3 separate regions of the Sus scrofa genome follow, and all the other regions are linked to region 1. Evidence: chromatin contacts called from public Hi-C and promoter capture Hi-C data. All regions are on one chromosome and are shown on one strand. The core of a region is the stretch at or near the end of the contact, and the rest is flanking DNA. Distances in the headings are between cores, read along the strand shown. Region 1 holds the start of SKOR1 (SKI family transcriptional corepressor 1). Region 2 holds the start of SMAD3 (SMAD family member 3). Region 3 holds the start of AAGAB (alpha- and gamma-adaptin-binding protein p34).

Region 1 (4,999 bases), core at 780-3,279:
GATGCTCTCGGCGTCCTTGACCACCGGCCGGAAAGCCGACACGTAGGAGCCTTTGCGTGCGGGCGGCGGCGGTGGGGGAGGCAATGGGGCTAGCGGTGGTGGCAGCGCGTCTTCCGCGCCATCCTCGTCCAGTGGCCCGCGAGATAGAGCGCTTGGACAGCGATCCTCTGCGACTAGGCTGCCCTCCTTGGCCGGCTCGGCACCGTCCAGGGGCTCTGGGCCGCCACCACCGGCCGCCGCCGCGGCCGCTGCAGCCGCCGCCGCTACAGCCGCCGCCACGGCCTTGGCTTGGCTCTGCGCGGCTGGATAGGGCGGCACCGGGAGGCTGCCTGCCGCCGGCCAGAACATAGGAAACGTCGGATATACAGTGGCTGCTGCAGCCGCCGCTGCCACGGCCGCCGCGTCCTTGGCTGCCCCGGAGGGCTGGTGACCCCAGAACATAGCGCCGCTGCCTGGGCCAGCCCCCGCCCCAGGGGGCAAGTGGCCAGTTCCTGGGCCGCCCGCGCCTGCGCCAGTGCCGGCACCCCCGCCGCTCCCTGTGCCTGGGCCGCCCTTGGGTTCGCCCGCGCCTAGCACCGGGTCGTCCTTTTTGGGGCAGAGGCCGAAGGCGGTGGGGAAGCTGTAGGGATGAGGGAAAAGCGGCGGGGGCAGCTTCTGCAAGAGGCCAAAGCCCTTGCTGGGCACCGGGATCACCGGGTAGCTGCGTACGCCGGTGCCTCCACCAGGCCCTCCAGGACCCCCGGGGCCACCGGCTCCCGCCGCCAGACCAAGTCCCCGCTGCGGATGAGGAGGAGGCGGCCCGGGAGGTCCGGCGGCCTCATCTTCGCCACAGCGCAGGCTTTTGTGGGGTGGCGGGCCTGGGGCCATTTCCGCGCCGCAACCGGGGCCGCCACTGCCGCCACCGCCAGCACCACCCTTTCCCTGCCCACCCGACCCGCCGTTAGCGCCGCCGCTGCCTCCTTGCAGCGAGAAGGTCCGTTTGCGGGTGCCGCCATTGAACATGGCCTTGACGTCCTCCCAAGCGTGGCTCAGTTCGTCTGTAGCCGACTTGTCACTGAGTTTGAGGTGTCGGCGCCACGAGTTAAAGTTGGCTGCGTCGGGCTGCGTGTACTTGGCGTCAGGTGTGCGGTGCGAGTGGAAGATGAACTTGTTGGGCGAGAAGTACATGCTGCAGTAACCGCATTTGATGCACTTGGCACGCGAGCTGTTGTAACGCGCGGGGATGAAGCTGCCACGCGAGCCCCAGGCGCACTCGTGCACTACATCGAAGGCGAAGTTCTCAGGTAGCTTGGGTGGCTTGTGTTCGCCCAGGAACGACTTGCACAGCCGTTCGGCCTCGCGCTTCGTGATCATGCCGCAGCGGCGCGACGAGATGGGCATGGCCCCGGCCCGACGCAGAATCTCCAGCTGCACCGGCGTGCACTGCACGCACGTGATGCCCAAGGCCACGCGACGGTTGTGGATCTCATTGTAGCTGTAGTTCTTGAGGAGAGTGTTGGAGATCTGTGCTAGGCAAAGGCGCTCCTGACCATCGATGACCAGAGACACGATAGGCACACCGTACAGCGACGTCTCGCCCACTTGGTTGGGTTTGAGAGCGCTTGAGCCCGAGTAGGGCTGCAGCTCCTGCTTGGAGTTGGGTGAGGAGCTGCCCTCGCGCCCCGGCCCCAGCTGAGTGGTGAGAGCCTCCATGCCGCCGCTCCTGCGAAACAGAGAAAGCAGAGAGCCAATAAGCCATTTTCAGCGCCAACGCGGCTCGGCCCGCCCAGGAGGGCGCGCCGAGTGAGGCGCGCAGGGAAACTTGGCAATGGGGAGTCCAAGCTCATTCGCCCCCTGGACGGGCGCCTTTTGTTATTCAGACGGGTGCTGGCGCTGGAACAAAAGCCCCCAAGGTTTGGAGATGGAGTAGGGGTAATTGAGACCTCTGGAATGCCCCGGTAGCTAGGAACCCGATCTGGTTTTCAGATTGGGGAGGAAGTGGGACTCAGAGATGGAGAGTGACTTGCCCAAGGCCACACAGCAAAGCCATTGCCAAACCCGCGCTTCCTGGCGCCCGAATCCGTGCGCCTTCGGCCACCCTCACAGCCTGCCCTACCCGCCCTGGTGCTGAAGCCGGGACTTCGGGGACAGGCCGCCCCTCTGCTCAGTCGCGCATGCACGCGGGCGGGCGGGGGCAGCGCCAGGAGGAATGGGGGGAGGGGCGGTCTCTGCCCACCTCCAGACAGCAGGGGGCGGACGGCGCGGGGCGGGGGGGCGGGGGGCCGAGGCGGGGGGGAGGCAAGGAGAAGGAGGAGGGTCTTGAGGCCGTGAGGGAGGCGGGGAGAGGCAGAGACGACCGCTGTTCACGGTGCTGAACCCGGCTCTCTCCAAAGCACGCCTCGAGCTTCCAGCCCCAGGCTTGCCCTCAATGCACTCAGCTCCGTGCCCAGCCGGCTCCCCAGGAAAACAGCGCTGCCTTCCACAAACACAAGCTTTTCCTCTCACTCCCGGAGCTTTGCATTCGTTGAGCAGAAAGATTCTGGCTGGAGCCGTTTTCTATAATTCGTTTTCTTTCCAGCCATCGATGGGATCAGGGTCAGGCAATTCCTAACCACGTTTTCTGCATTTTTAGCTGCGTTCCAGACTAAAACTGGTTTCCCTCTGGGTCAGCACGTGGGATGGAGAGGCTTTAGTAAGTTTCTCAGAAGCCACTTCTCCTTTGCTTCTAGCAACCCACTCCCTAAGTTTTCCTCCTTCAAATATGCTTTTTCCACCCAGGCCAAAAGCAGTCTCTCCAGGCTCTGAGCTTCCTCTTTTGGGGGCGTCATCTTTTTGAGTATCCTTCATGCTGGGCTGTCCTGACTCATTTTGGCTGAAAGGAATCCTGGCTGGTCTCTGAAGCTACCACAAGCCTCCAGGTCAAAAGTTACTGCTGGTCCTGAGCTTTACTCTCTGGCCAAGGCTAGGAGGCAGCCAGGTCCAGGGACATCAACAGCAGGAGGACACGAGGATGATGCTTGGGGCCCCCTAGGTGACCCAGCCCTGCCACGTGTCATCAGACACGGAAGGCTCCCTCCACCCCCATGGCTGAAGGCGCTCCTGCGGCCCAGGCAGGCCAACCCTAAGGGCCCCTCCCCTAAACTCGGCAGGAAAGGCAGATCCATTTTTACAGGGGCAGCTCCAGCCCGACAGGGGATCAGACCTCAAAAGCCTCACCAAGGAAACTGAGATCTTCTGAGGGTCCATCTCTCTCCCTCTCTCCGTCTAGGTGCCCCTCATCTGTCGATCTTATCTGTCCCTAAGGTGTCTGTCTCTCCCAGCTCACGCCTCTTTCTCCCATCTGTCCTTATACCTTCTTAAATCAAGCTATTTAATCTGTTATCTGCCTGTTTCATCTTTATCTCCGTGGATCAAATTGAAACTAGTTGACCCTCCTTTTGCGTTAAAGTCCCTCCTAACATTTTAGGAGGAAAAAGCACTGACCTAACTCCTTGGCTGAAGGGTCAGCAAGAAAAGCCCCGAATGCCCCAAAGGGCTCTCAGGCAGGCTGGGGAAGTGGTGGGGGGGGGGGCGCCGCGGTTCTGGGAAATGACGATGTCTTCTTGGTTCCCCGAAATCGGCAAGTGTGCCCTGCCCGCATGCAGTGAAGGGAGCGCCCTGAGCCCAGCGGGTCCTCCCCACGTTGAGGGTCTGGAGTCCTCGCCGGGTTTTCCCGAGTGGACGGGGGGCTCCAGACCCTGGAGCCAAACGAAGGGAGGGGGGTCCTAGGAAAGGAACCGAATCTTGAGGACCAGAGCGGAAAGCCTAGGCAAAAGGCTGTGCGCCGCGACAAGGAGCAGCAGCGAGGGCGGCTCAGGGAGCCCTCGCCGGCTCCTGGGGCTTGAATGGTGAGCTTGGAGAGGGTGACAAGGCAGGAGACAGGCAGCGCAGAGAGTGAGGTGACAGTCTTTGGGTATAATAATAAAAACAACCACCCAAGAACCCAAATCGGAACTAAAGGAAAAAAAAAAAGCTGTGGAGATGGGACACAGGGGAAGCAGGCGACCGCACGCAGGTACTTACCGTGCGGCGGCGGCTGGAGCCGGGCGAGCGGTGAGCGAAGGTGCGCGGCGGGCGGAGCGGCGGGCGGGAGTCCGGGATCCGCCGGGCTCTTCGGGTGACAGAGCGGCCCCTCCCCGCGCGCGCGCACAGCCGCGCTCCCGGGCTCCCTGCGCTCACAACCCGCGGCCCCGCTGGCCCCTCCCGCGCGGCGCGGGTCTCAGCAGGCGCCGGGCTCCAGGGCCCCGGGCGCAGAGACGTGTGCCCTACGCCGTTACCCCTGAGGTTCCGGACGGGCCCGGAGCGGAGGCCAAAGCCTGGAGCGCATGGCGCGGCGACTGGCACTACGCGGTCACAGCCCGAGTGGCGGGGCCAGCTCGGGGCAGGCGCGCCTGACAGCTGCGAGCCGGAGCGCCACACCCACCGCCTGCACAGTCACTCGCGCCCTCCGGGGGTCCGCTAGCCCTCGGGCCACGCACGGCGTCCACCGCCTCCCCGCAGCCCCCAGGTCTGGGCGCCCCAGGTAAGCGGCCACACACCTGCGCCCAGCACTCGGCACCTGCGGCCTGAGCTCGCGAACGGGGCCAGGAGGGAGGAAGAGTCCAGGGCCACAAAGTTTGCCCCCCAAGAACAAAGTGGGAAGGCCCGAATGCTCCCCTCTAAGCAGTCAGGAGCGAGACGAAAGCCGGGTAATGGGCTAAGGAAGGCTCAGGAGGAAAGGGATGGGTACTACACTTCGGGCCAGGGCGGTGGCCCTAGGGAGCCAGTAGCGTGAGGAGCAGGGCAGGAATCAGTGTGTGGGGTACCAAGAGATGGCAGCTGGGAAGGGGCAGAACCAGTTCCCCTCGGCTTCTGACTTGGGTGCGAGGTGTCAGGACAACTCCACCGTGGGGCGGGGCGACCTCCTGCCTCCTTCCCAGAACTGTGGATTCAGGAACTGGGTTGGGGGGGTGCTCCTGGGCCTTGAATCTTCCCTCATCAA
Region 2 (4,999 bases), core at 1,547-4,046, 760 kb after region 1:
CAAGGTGACCCAGCGGCGTGGGCACAAAAACCAGGGATGGAAATCCACTTTGTCTGGATCCACCCAAGCGACTGGGTTTCCCTAATTGAAAAAGATGGAAAAAAAAAAAAATCTGCCTCAGCACTAGGTCCTTGCCAGACAGGTAGAAGACGGCCCAGTCCTAAGAGAATCATGAGAAGGCCAAGTTAACCTGAACTCTCAGAAACACCTGAAGTGTCCAATACCTCGGGCTGCAGAGGACTTTGAAAGAGGAAAAGACAGACCACAGCTGTGCTTCCCCAGAGGGCAAACTCCTACTAAGGCAAGGGAGAACAAGGCCTCTCCTCCAGGCTGTCACTAGCCCAGAGGCCGACACTGGCAATGTTACCAACAAAGATCCTAGGGGCCCATCCCTCTGGCTAACACAGCTTTAGCGGTCAGCAAAGAATGTATTCCAAAGCTTCAAAGTGCAGAGCAGCCTGGCCTAGCAGAAGGAGCACATTTGGTCAGAATCCCGTTACTACACCAAGCTTTTTCACCTCTCGCCTCCAAAGTTTTCTCAACTTTAAAAACAAGATAAATCTTAGGCCTAATTGCCTTATCTATTTTCCAGGAGTTTCTTTTTCTTGCTCTCATAAAACCACGTGAAAGACCTTGGTAAACTGTAAAACGCTTTACACAGCTGCTCATTTTATAATTGATACTTTTTTTTTTTCCTGTTTCAAGGCATAAAGCCCTTGCCCTCAAGGCACCGAGACAGGTAAGAAGGCAGGTTTTGCAAACCCCTCCCCAGGCGGGAGAAGTATGACATCTGTTCGCCCTACTCCTTGACCCTCATCCAAAGGAATAAAGAAGAATTAAGCACCAGGGCTGGGACCAGGACCTAGGGCTCACTGACCATCACATCACACCACCTCCTCTGAAGTCAATTCTGGCTCCTGATCACACGCCCAGAACACACTTCCCAGACAGCACATTGCCTTCCCTCCCGCTTTATTGACTGGATCCACCCAGTTTTGAAAAAAAAAATTATTATTTTTCAAGTCAGCACTCCCACCATATGCAGCATTTATTTCCAGGGGAGGCCTGCCCTGGGTTCCCGTGGACAGATGTTGCTTTGTGCCTGCCTGACACGGCTGGCAGCCTTTATACAGCTGCCCCAAGCAGGTGGCCAAGGACGGAGTTCACTCCTGGCCCCAGCAGCAAGGATGGCAATTTCTGTGGGGTGCAGGCCCTGGGGACCCTCCACTCAATCCTCTGCAGCCCAGGACCCAAAGGACATCTCCCCCACCCCACCCCACCCTGCCCCCCCACACACACACTTTCTCTCTCTCTCTCTCTCTCTCTCACACACACACACACACACACACACACACACACACACACACTCCCTTGGAGCAGAATCGGACTTCTAAAGGGGGCTGGCTGAGAGGGAAAGACAGGAGACTATGGTGCCCCCACACCCCAATTCCCAGCCAGGCGCAGCGAAGCTAAAAGAAGGCCCTGGGGAGTGGAGAGAAGTCACTGACCCCTTCTATCAGCCATCTGTGAGCTCCCGCCTGACCTAGCTAGCGCAAAGTGGAGGATAAAGGAGGTCCAGACAGATGGCACAGCGCTTTGGGAAGGAAGGCTCTGTAGGAATGCGAGGGCCGAGGCGAGGCCCCCCTTTGGGGTGCGTTTTGTTATCTCCTCAGTTCTCAGCCCCCCGCGTTTTGCAGCCACTCGCAATCTATGGCTGAAAGGTGGGCCAAAAAACAGTCGGGGGAGAAGACCCTACCCTCTGCCACTTATCTCTCTCATTTGAAAGTCAGACCACCCCACTGCAAGTAAAGTGCGTGTGTGTGCGGAGGGGGCGGGAGACTGGCACAACCGAATCTAAAAATACTCGATAAAAATGCTAATCCCGAAGGCAAAGAGAGAACGAAGAAGGAATCTGTCAATCACGAGGCTCCCGCTCCTCACCCACAGCCCCAGCTGTACGGACTGCATTCCTGCCGAGGAGGAAAGAAGTGGGGGGACAGGGATGAAGAAAAGAAAGGGAGAGACACCACCACCTCCACGAGCGCGGGCCGCGGGGGCGGGAGGCGGCGGCGGAGGAGGGGCTCCGGCCCGCGGAGCTGAACAAAGCGGGCCTCAAGTTCTAGCCCGCAGCTCCCCCGGGGTGGGGGCCGCCGATTCCAGCAGCACCCGCTTTCCCGGAGGTGAAAAGCGAATACGAGGTCTGGGAGCGCGAATGCCGTGTGGAAGCCTCAGGCTCTGAATCTCTGCAAATCCAGAGAAGGTTTTGTTTGGGGTCCCCCGCTTTCCTGTCTGTGTTCCCACCGCCCCCCCCCTACACACACACGGGCACCCAGGCCACCCCTCCGTTCCAACCCCCCGCCACGCCAGGGGGCTGGGCGGGCGCGCCCCAGGGTCCCTCGGGCCCCCACCTGGGGATGGTGATGCACTTGGTGTTGACGTTCTGCGTGGTGATGGCCTTCTCCAGTTCGTCCAGCTGCCCCGTCTTCTTGAGCTTCTTGACCAAACTCTTGACCGCCTTCTCGCACCACTTCTCCTCCTGCCCGTTCTGCTCACCCTTCTTCCAGCCCAGCAGGCGTTTCACGATCGGGGGCGTGAAGGGCAGGATGGACGACATGGCTGGGGAGGGCGCGCGGGCGGCGAGGGGCGCCCCCGGCGGGGCTGGGCGCGGCGGAACGCCGGGGGCGCAGCGGGGAGCTCGGCCGGGCTGGCCGCGGCCGCCCAAACTTCGCCTCAACTCTCGGCGAACTTGCCGGTGCTCCCGGCCGGGCCGCGGCGCTGCAGCCTGCGGGGCTCGGCGTGCGGCCCTGTGCCCCGGGCGGCTCCCTCGGTGAGGAGAAGAGCGGCGGGGAGAAGGGCGGGCGGCAGCGGCACGGGATCGGGAAGGCCCCGGACGCGGGGCGGAGGCGGCGGCCGCGGGGCTCCGAGTGGCAGAAGAAAGTTTGGGTTTCCGCACGGGGTGGCTGTTTGGGTGCCGCCTCCAGGAAGGAAAGTCCAACCCTCAGCCAAACTTTGCTCGCCTCGCTCGCTTTGATGCGCAGATCCCTCCGCCTCGGCAGCCTCGCCTCCCTGCTGCCCTCCTCCTTCCCGGCTCTCTCGCTCGCTCGCTGGGCCGGCCCGGGGCGTGCGCCGCGCTCCCGCTCCCGCTCCCGCCCGCTCCCAGTCTGTGTTTCATGCAAATCCGCGTGCAGCCTCCTTTCCAAGCGCTGTCACCGCCCCCTTGCCGCCGGGGCTCCCCGCCTCCTCCCCCGCGCCCCGCCGCCTCCTCCCGCGGGCGCCCTGCCCGCCCCCCGCCTCCGGGAGGGCGCCGGGCCGTCCCCCGCCCGGCGCGGAGCACGCCCACGTGGGCGACCGGGGGCTGCGGCGGACCTGGCTGGAGCTCGCAAGACCCCGCGCGGCCCTGACCTGAATCCGGCGGGCGCCGGGAGGAAGTCGTGGGAAAGGAGCGGCGAGAGGGGCCCCGGACGGGAGGGCCGGGCTCGGGCCGTGGCGTCCGCTCTCGGAACCCACACTAAGAAAGTTCAGTTGGCGTGGCGGGCCCGAGAGGGTTAGGCTCGCACGAACGCACGACGTCTGGCCGCAGGCTGGCCGTGCATCCCTGGGAGGACCCGGGTCCGAGAGAGGGCGTGCGCAAAGCTGAGGCCCAGGAAGGCTGGCAGCGCACTGGTATGCGGGCACGCGAATCCCGGTTAGGGACCTTGGTGGCGCCGGTGACTCTAGGGCTCCTTTAATTCTAGCACCGGTGAGATCTTACCGGTTTAGAGCCCCGAGACCGTGCGAAGGAGGGATTAGGAAGGGGCTCGCTCTCAGAAGTGGAGATTCGGGGACCCTAGTGACTCCCTGTATAATAACTGGAGCCAGGGGGTCCCAGGGGCCTTGGGAAACAAGTGCCCAGCAGAAAACGGGCCTCAAAGGTATCCGTTGAGTTCAGGACGGGGCGCTTCAGAATTTATCTTTGGAGGAAAAGTTTCATTACAGGGTATTTGGAATCTTATGATGAGCAAAGAGCCGAAATTCAACACCCTATAAATAGAAGGCAAGAGCTTTGTTTTCAAAGCTGTGAACTTGCAAAAAAGTGGGGCAAGAGGGCAGTACCGGGGAACCTTATGTATTCCAAATTAGCTCTGGTGGGAAGCAAAGAAATACCAAGATATTGGGGGCCCTCTGGGGCTTCTCTCCCCAGAAGCACAATTCAAGGGCATCTGCCCCCAGACCCCTCCTGCAGCTGCTTTCAGGAGTTACCCCAGGACCCCAGGGCCTTTCTCCTGCTGCCCCTCCCCTACCAGGCCTCTAGCCTTTGTTTGTTTTTAACAGCAGGAAACTCCTGTGGTGAGAAAGAAGTTATCTGCAAACTCTGGCGGGTGGGGAGTCACAAAGCTCTGTGAGGTGTGGCCTAATCCACAAAATCAGCCCAGAAGCGCAGGGACCCCTGCAAGTAGGAGTGACTGCCCTCCTACCAGCCTGTCCGCACTGGGGCTGAGCACTAACTGGGCTCCTTGTCTTCCTCTCTTCTAACTCCCCGCCTGCTGGGACCTTAAGGGGGAATCCCTGAACCCCAACCCGGGCTTAATGACCTGATTCCCCTTCCTGGCCCATCCCCAAGCTAACTGGCAGCCAGCGTCATCTCATTTCACTCCCTTCCTCCCAGCCCTCCTCAGACCAGAGCAGGGAGGAAGGCAATCAACATTTATTGATGGCTTTCTTCCTTCCAGGTAGCCCAAGTGCTTTCCTCTGATTTTGTCTTCACAGTGGCTCTGGAGGTAAATGTCCCCCAGCCTCCCATTTACAAATGAAGCACCTGAGGTTGGAGGTTATAACATGTACTCGAGATTCCCAGGGCAGAATTGGGATTGGGACCCAGTGACTTGTGAGGCCTCGGTCCACATTCTTGCCACTGCACCCAGCCAGCTGCCTTACAGAGCTGGGAGGGTGAAGGTGACATCACAGATGGAGCTCTTTGCAACACAAAAGTTCTTTACACAGGTGCACTATTGTGATACTA
Region 3 (4,999 bases), core at 1,154-3,653, 560 kb after region 1:
CCTTTCTTCCCTTGATTGAATTCTTATCCTTTGGCCATAATAACACCATAATTGTAAGCACAACACTTTCCTGAGTTTTTTGTTTTTGTTGTCTTTTTGCCTTTTCTAGGGCCACTCCAAAGGCATATGGAGGTTCCCAGGTTAGGGGTCCAATTACAGCTGTAGCTGCCGGCCTACACCAGAGCCACAGCAACGCCAGATCTGAGCTGCATCTGTGACCTACACCACAGCTCACGGCAGTGCCGGATCCTTAACCCACTGAGCAAGGTCAGGGATTGAACCCGAAACCTCATGGTTCCTAGTTGGATTCGTTAACCACTGAGCCACGAGGAGAATGTCTCCTGAGTTTTTTGAGTTGCTCCACCAAATTAGCCAGCGTGAGGCGGCTGGAGTTCCCAAATGTGTAGACAGCTGGTCTGAAGTGAGGGTGCTTCTAGAGACCCCTGTACTTGTGCCTGGTGTCTAAGTGAGGGCAGTCTTGTGGAGATTTGGCAGTTTGGCTAAACTCATTCTAAGGTGATGGTGAAAGCAAGGATAATATAAGGTGAGGTAAGACTATCTGGGTATGATTCATAATGGGGAAGTCTGTAAAATTGGTGAGTTTAGGGGTTTGTATTTTGGAAAAGGTGAATTTAAAGAAATCTCCCAAAAGGGAGGTAAGAGACCAAGTCCTAGCAGGAAGAAAAATTAGACCCATTGCAGATCTGAGTGAGAGTCCTGATAAAGTGACCTTAGGCAAATTACTTTAAGCCCTGGTCAAATAGTGCTAAATATGTGTTAAATGTGATGCTATATGTAGAAATGTTTTAAAACTACCATATTGAAATGTGAAAAAACAAAATGCTTTTAATATTTGGAAAAATCTGAGTGTAATTGTCACAAGCTAAGTTATGCTGGAGAAGCTAATACTTTCTTCTTCCTCCTTTTTTGGCCAAATCCGTGGCATGCAGAAGTTCCACAGCCAGGGATCAAATTTTTGCCACAGCAACAACCAGAGCTGCTACAGTGACAACACCAGATCCTTAACCCTCTGAGCCACAAGAGAACTCTGAAGTTAATATTTTATTGATATTCCGCCCTCAGATTAGAAAAAGTTACTTCCGGGAGTTCCCGTCATGGCGCAGTGGTTAACGAATCCGACTAGGAACCATGAGGTTGTGGGTTCGGTCCCTGCCCTTGCTCAGTGGGTTAACGATCCGGTGTTGCCGTGAGCTGTGGTGTAGGTTGCAGACGCGGCTCGGATCCCGCGTTGCTGTGGCTCTGGTGTAGGCCGGTGGCTACAGCTCCGATTAGACCCCTAGCCTGGGAACCTCCATATGCCGCGGGAGCGGCCCAAGAAATAGCAACAACAACAACAACAAAAAGACAAAAAGACCAAAAAAAAGAAAAAAGAAAAAGTTACTTCCCTGTGTTTTTAAATTTGTCACATTTCCATATTCAAAACTGTTAACTTGAATAGTAAGCTTTTATCTTGAATTTATTTCCCTATTGTATGTTCCCAAGCAAGGGGTTTTAATTTTATTTATCTTTTATTGCAATATAATTGGCATACAACATAATAATTAGATACTTGTTCATATTGCAAAATGATCAACATAAGTCTAGTTAACATCCATCTCCATACACATTCACAATTTTTTTTCTTGTAATGAAAACTTTTTAAGATTTACTCTCTTAGCAATTTAAATACACACTAAGTATTGTTAACTACAATTACCATGCTCACGTCCCCAGAACTCATTTATTTGCAAGGGACTTTTAGATCCCCCCAAATTGGGGTGGTTAAGAAAGGCAGTTCACATATTTCAGTTTCTCCCCAGCTTTATCACCTCTCCGTTGTGTCTGATTTGTATCGCCTCCAGTTCCCTACTTCATGGATTCAAAATTTTTATGACATAACATTTAAAAATGGTGCCTCGGTGTAAGAAAAGATAGCTTTTTCCAAAGTAGAGGTCCCTGGCGGGGTGTATGGTCGTGGAGTTTTACCAGAGACAGAATGACTGGCGCTTCCCAGGGTCAGGCTGTGGAGGTGTGTGAGGCGGCCGGGCGAGTTCTGGGTTCGGATATTTGGGAGTTCTCCGAGCGGTGCCGCCCCTCGCCTGGGAGGCAGTCTAAAGGCTGGACACCAATGGATGGACGCTGCTGGGCCTCGCTCGAAGGGCCTTAGCCGGGTAGGGCCGGGAGAGACCCATTCCCACCTGGATTAAGATGGATCCGATGGGGTCATGGTTTTCTGGCGCCTGGGCCATGCCTACCACCGGGCGCGGCTACCTCGCAGAGGAGGCGCGGTTTCTAGGCACATTAATTCTCCGCAGGGGGAGCTCGTTCCCATGGCAACCCAACGCGCAGCGCGGCCCGGTCCACGACGGGAGCGGAAGAGGGGGATGGAAAGGAGGCAGGGCCGGCCGTGCCTTCTGAGAACGCGCCTTCCTTGCACGCCTCCCCTGCGCGACAGCGGCCATGGTATCGCCCAAGGCGGAAGAGGCTTGGAGACCAAACCGGATCGCGGGTTCAGCAATGGCTGCGGGTGTCCCCTGCGCTCTGGTCACCAGCTGCTCGTCCACCTTTTCTGCTGACCGGCTAGTCCAAAGTGAGTAGAAGGTCTCCTGGGCCGAATTCCAAGCCCCCCCCCCCGCCCCGCCCCGAGGCTTGGCGGGTGACATTCCCAACACTGTGGCCTCCCTTGGGAGCCTCTGTCCCAGCCGCGGGGCCCTGGATTCTTCCTCTCCTCCGTGGTGGCCCAAGGTCCCGCGGGTGCTCTTGGGAGGCAGTCGAGGTGCCCAGTGTCCCAGGGGTCCACCCCAAGCTCGTACACACCTTGCTTCTCTGCTTTGTCTGGCCCGCCATGACGTTTCTTCCAGCTTTTTCTGTAAAGTGGGACTAATCCCCGCCCAGCCCAGGGGTTGTTGCGGTCAAGCTTTGAGGTGAACCGAAAAGGCGCTCTGGAAATTGTACGGAGGAACGAGGGTGTTAGGAGCAGAAATAGTGATTTTTGTTGCCATCTCTGCTCCTGAGGTGGAATGTGGTTCCTTTTGGCCACCCCTTGGTGCGTATAAGACTTGTTAGCCTTATCCCCTCCACTCTGCAGTTATTCATGTCTTGCCTTCCTCCAGAGGCTAGGTCCTCTCCCTGTATCAGTTTTTGGTTATTATTGGTCCTATTCCCTTTCTTTGCCTCTGGAACTTCATAGTGTTTGTCAAAGTAGGTAACTTAAAAGAATTGTAGGCGTGGAGGGGAGACCAGTGTAATAGAGAGAGGATAGGATTGGATCTTAGGCTCAAATCTTTCACTAAAGGACTCTGAAGTTGATTATAACTCAAGACTCCTGTTTTAAGTGCGTGGCTTCGAGTCAGAACAGTGACTCTCAACTGTGAGATAACACGCTTAACTTCTGCTCTTCAGTTTTCTTGTAAAATGGTGATTATTTCCACAGAATTGTTGTGCTTAGCCCAGCTTAAACGTTCGATAAAACGTATGTATTTTGATTAAAATGCATTATCTCGCTGGCCTTCAGTTTTCTGATCCTGAAAATGGGGCATATGAACCTAACAGAATTCTTTGAAGGACAGATGATGTGACATTTTGAAACCATTTTGTAAACTGTAAAGCATCATATAAACTAACTTTCTCTCTATAACTGTTGAATGACAGAATTAGGCAGGATGTCCCTCTAATGCAAATATTCTATAACTTAGTTGTCTTTTGTAATCATTTAAAAAGTCCCTTGCTACAATAGAAGTTTAATTATAACGCTAAATAACTAACTGCTCCAATGACACCGTTTCCATACCTCTCAGCAGTGCTCCTTCCCGTTTTTTTCCTTTCTTTTCTCTTTAAAAATTGTTTTGTTGTAAAAGTAGTGCATATTCTATTAAGATTTATTAGCCTGTGGAGAAAAAATGTCAGCCATGGTCTCATCAGCCAAACACAAATAATGTGTTAACATTTCTGTGCATTTATATCCAGTTTTTTTTTCCAATGCATAGATTCTAAAGAAACTTGTAATTACATTTCACATATAGTTTTTATCCTGATATTTTATATATCTTTTACATTATATATAACATGTTATATTTCAGTATTTTGTATGTATGAATCAAAATATTTGATGTATCTTAAAGTCTATTTAAGTATATAAAATTATGTATTTATAACATTTAATATGTGTGATTTGTATAAAAATATCTTTATATAAGATATATATTTTATACATACTATTTCATGTATAATTTTTATTCTGGTATTTTTCATTTATTATTACTTCATAAATTAGTCTCCATATCTTACCTCTAGTGAACATAATAGAATTTGGTCAGAATTCTTAAGATTCTTGGTGTATTTAACTTTCCAAAAAATTGCATGCATTTGGGTTTACATTACTGATAAATAAAAGTCTTTTCAAAGCCAATCTCAGAAGTATTTGTTAAGGTTTCTTATGGCTATCATGTGCTTTAAGGATCAGAATTGGCAGATGTGGTCACTTCCTTGAAGGAGCTGATCACTTACAGTTGGTGAATAGTAACACTGTAGTTCTTTAAAAATATATTGGCATCATTGGGAGTAAAACTAATTTTGTAAAATAATGCACTCTATTTCCATATGTAAAATGCCTCTTAGATAACTTTTGTATTGGTTAAAATGATATGACCTTTCTTTTGTGATTTTGTTAATGTTACGAGTGAAAAATAAGAGCAATTAGTGAAGGGATCCCTTGAGTAAGGAAAAGTGAACTGTTAAAGAGGCTTTTATCATCTATTCCCAGGTTAATGAGTAGGGTGACTATGGATACCATTAGAATGTAGTATTTGCTGAGCTCTCATTCTGTTTAATCATAATTAAAGATGGGATTAAATTAGACACAAATTAATTTTGGCATAAAAGATGGAGACTACCATAATGAATGACTTTTGTTAAGTATTTAGTGACATTGAGTCATAGTGTGATTTTGGGTTGAATCTAAATTTACTTTAGGGGAGGTTTGGTTTCCTTCCATGCATCA

Evidence for each region. Promoter capture Hi-C pulls out the DNA fragments that hold promoters and counts their contacts. A called contact is a pair of places that touch in the nucleus more often than the background predicts.
Region 2: a Hi-C map of epiblast stem cells shows a contact between it and region 1, with 1.7 times the contacts expected there. The contact joins the promoter of SMAD3 here to the promoter of SKOR1 in region 1. A contact is called at or near these places in 1 of 5 promoter capture datasets (liver), 4 of 47 Hi-C or Micro-C datasets (embryonic fibroblasts, epiblast stem cells, heart right ventricle and 1 more) and 1 of 2 datasets of contacts at active chromatin or transcription factors (skeletal muscle).
Region 3: a promoter capture Hi-C map of fetal skeletal muscle shows a contact between it and region 1, with 10 times the contacts expected there. The contact joins the promoter of AAGAB here to the promoter of SKOR1 in region 1. A contact is called at or near these places in 3 of 5 promoter capture datasets (fetal liver, fetal skeletal muscle and liver) and 3 of 47 Hi-C or Micro-C datasets (embryonic fibroblasts, heart right ventricle and mesenteric adipose tissue).

The regions. Positions count from the first base shown.
Region 1 is chr1:165,750,552-165,755,550 of Sscrofa11.1, reverse strand. It overlaps SKOR1 (SKI family transcriptional corepressor 1), which reads right to left and starts at 2,029. Exons shown (of 9, transcript XM_021100496.1): 1 at 1,923-2,029; 2 at 1-1,702. The coding sequence starts at 2,029.
Region 2 is chr1:164,996,254-165,001,252 of Sscrofa11.1, reverse strand. SMAD3 (SMAD family member 3) reads right to left here and starts at 2,796. Exons shown (of 9, transcript NM_214137.1): 1 at 2,409-2,796. The coding sequence starts at 2,614.
Region 3 is chr1:165,190,406-165,195,404 of Sscrofa11.1, reverse strand. It overlaps AAGAB (alpha- and gamma-adaptin-binding protein p34), which reads left to right and starts at 2,403. Exons shown (of 9, transcript XM_005659865.3): 1 at 2,403-2,590. The coding sequence starts at 2,461. It overlaps IQCH (IQ domain-containing protein H), which reads right to left and starts at 2,315. Exons shown (of 21, transcript XM_021100401.1): 1 at 2,199-2,315. The coding sequence starts at 2,249.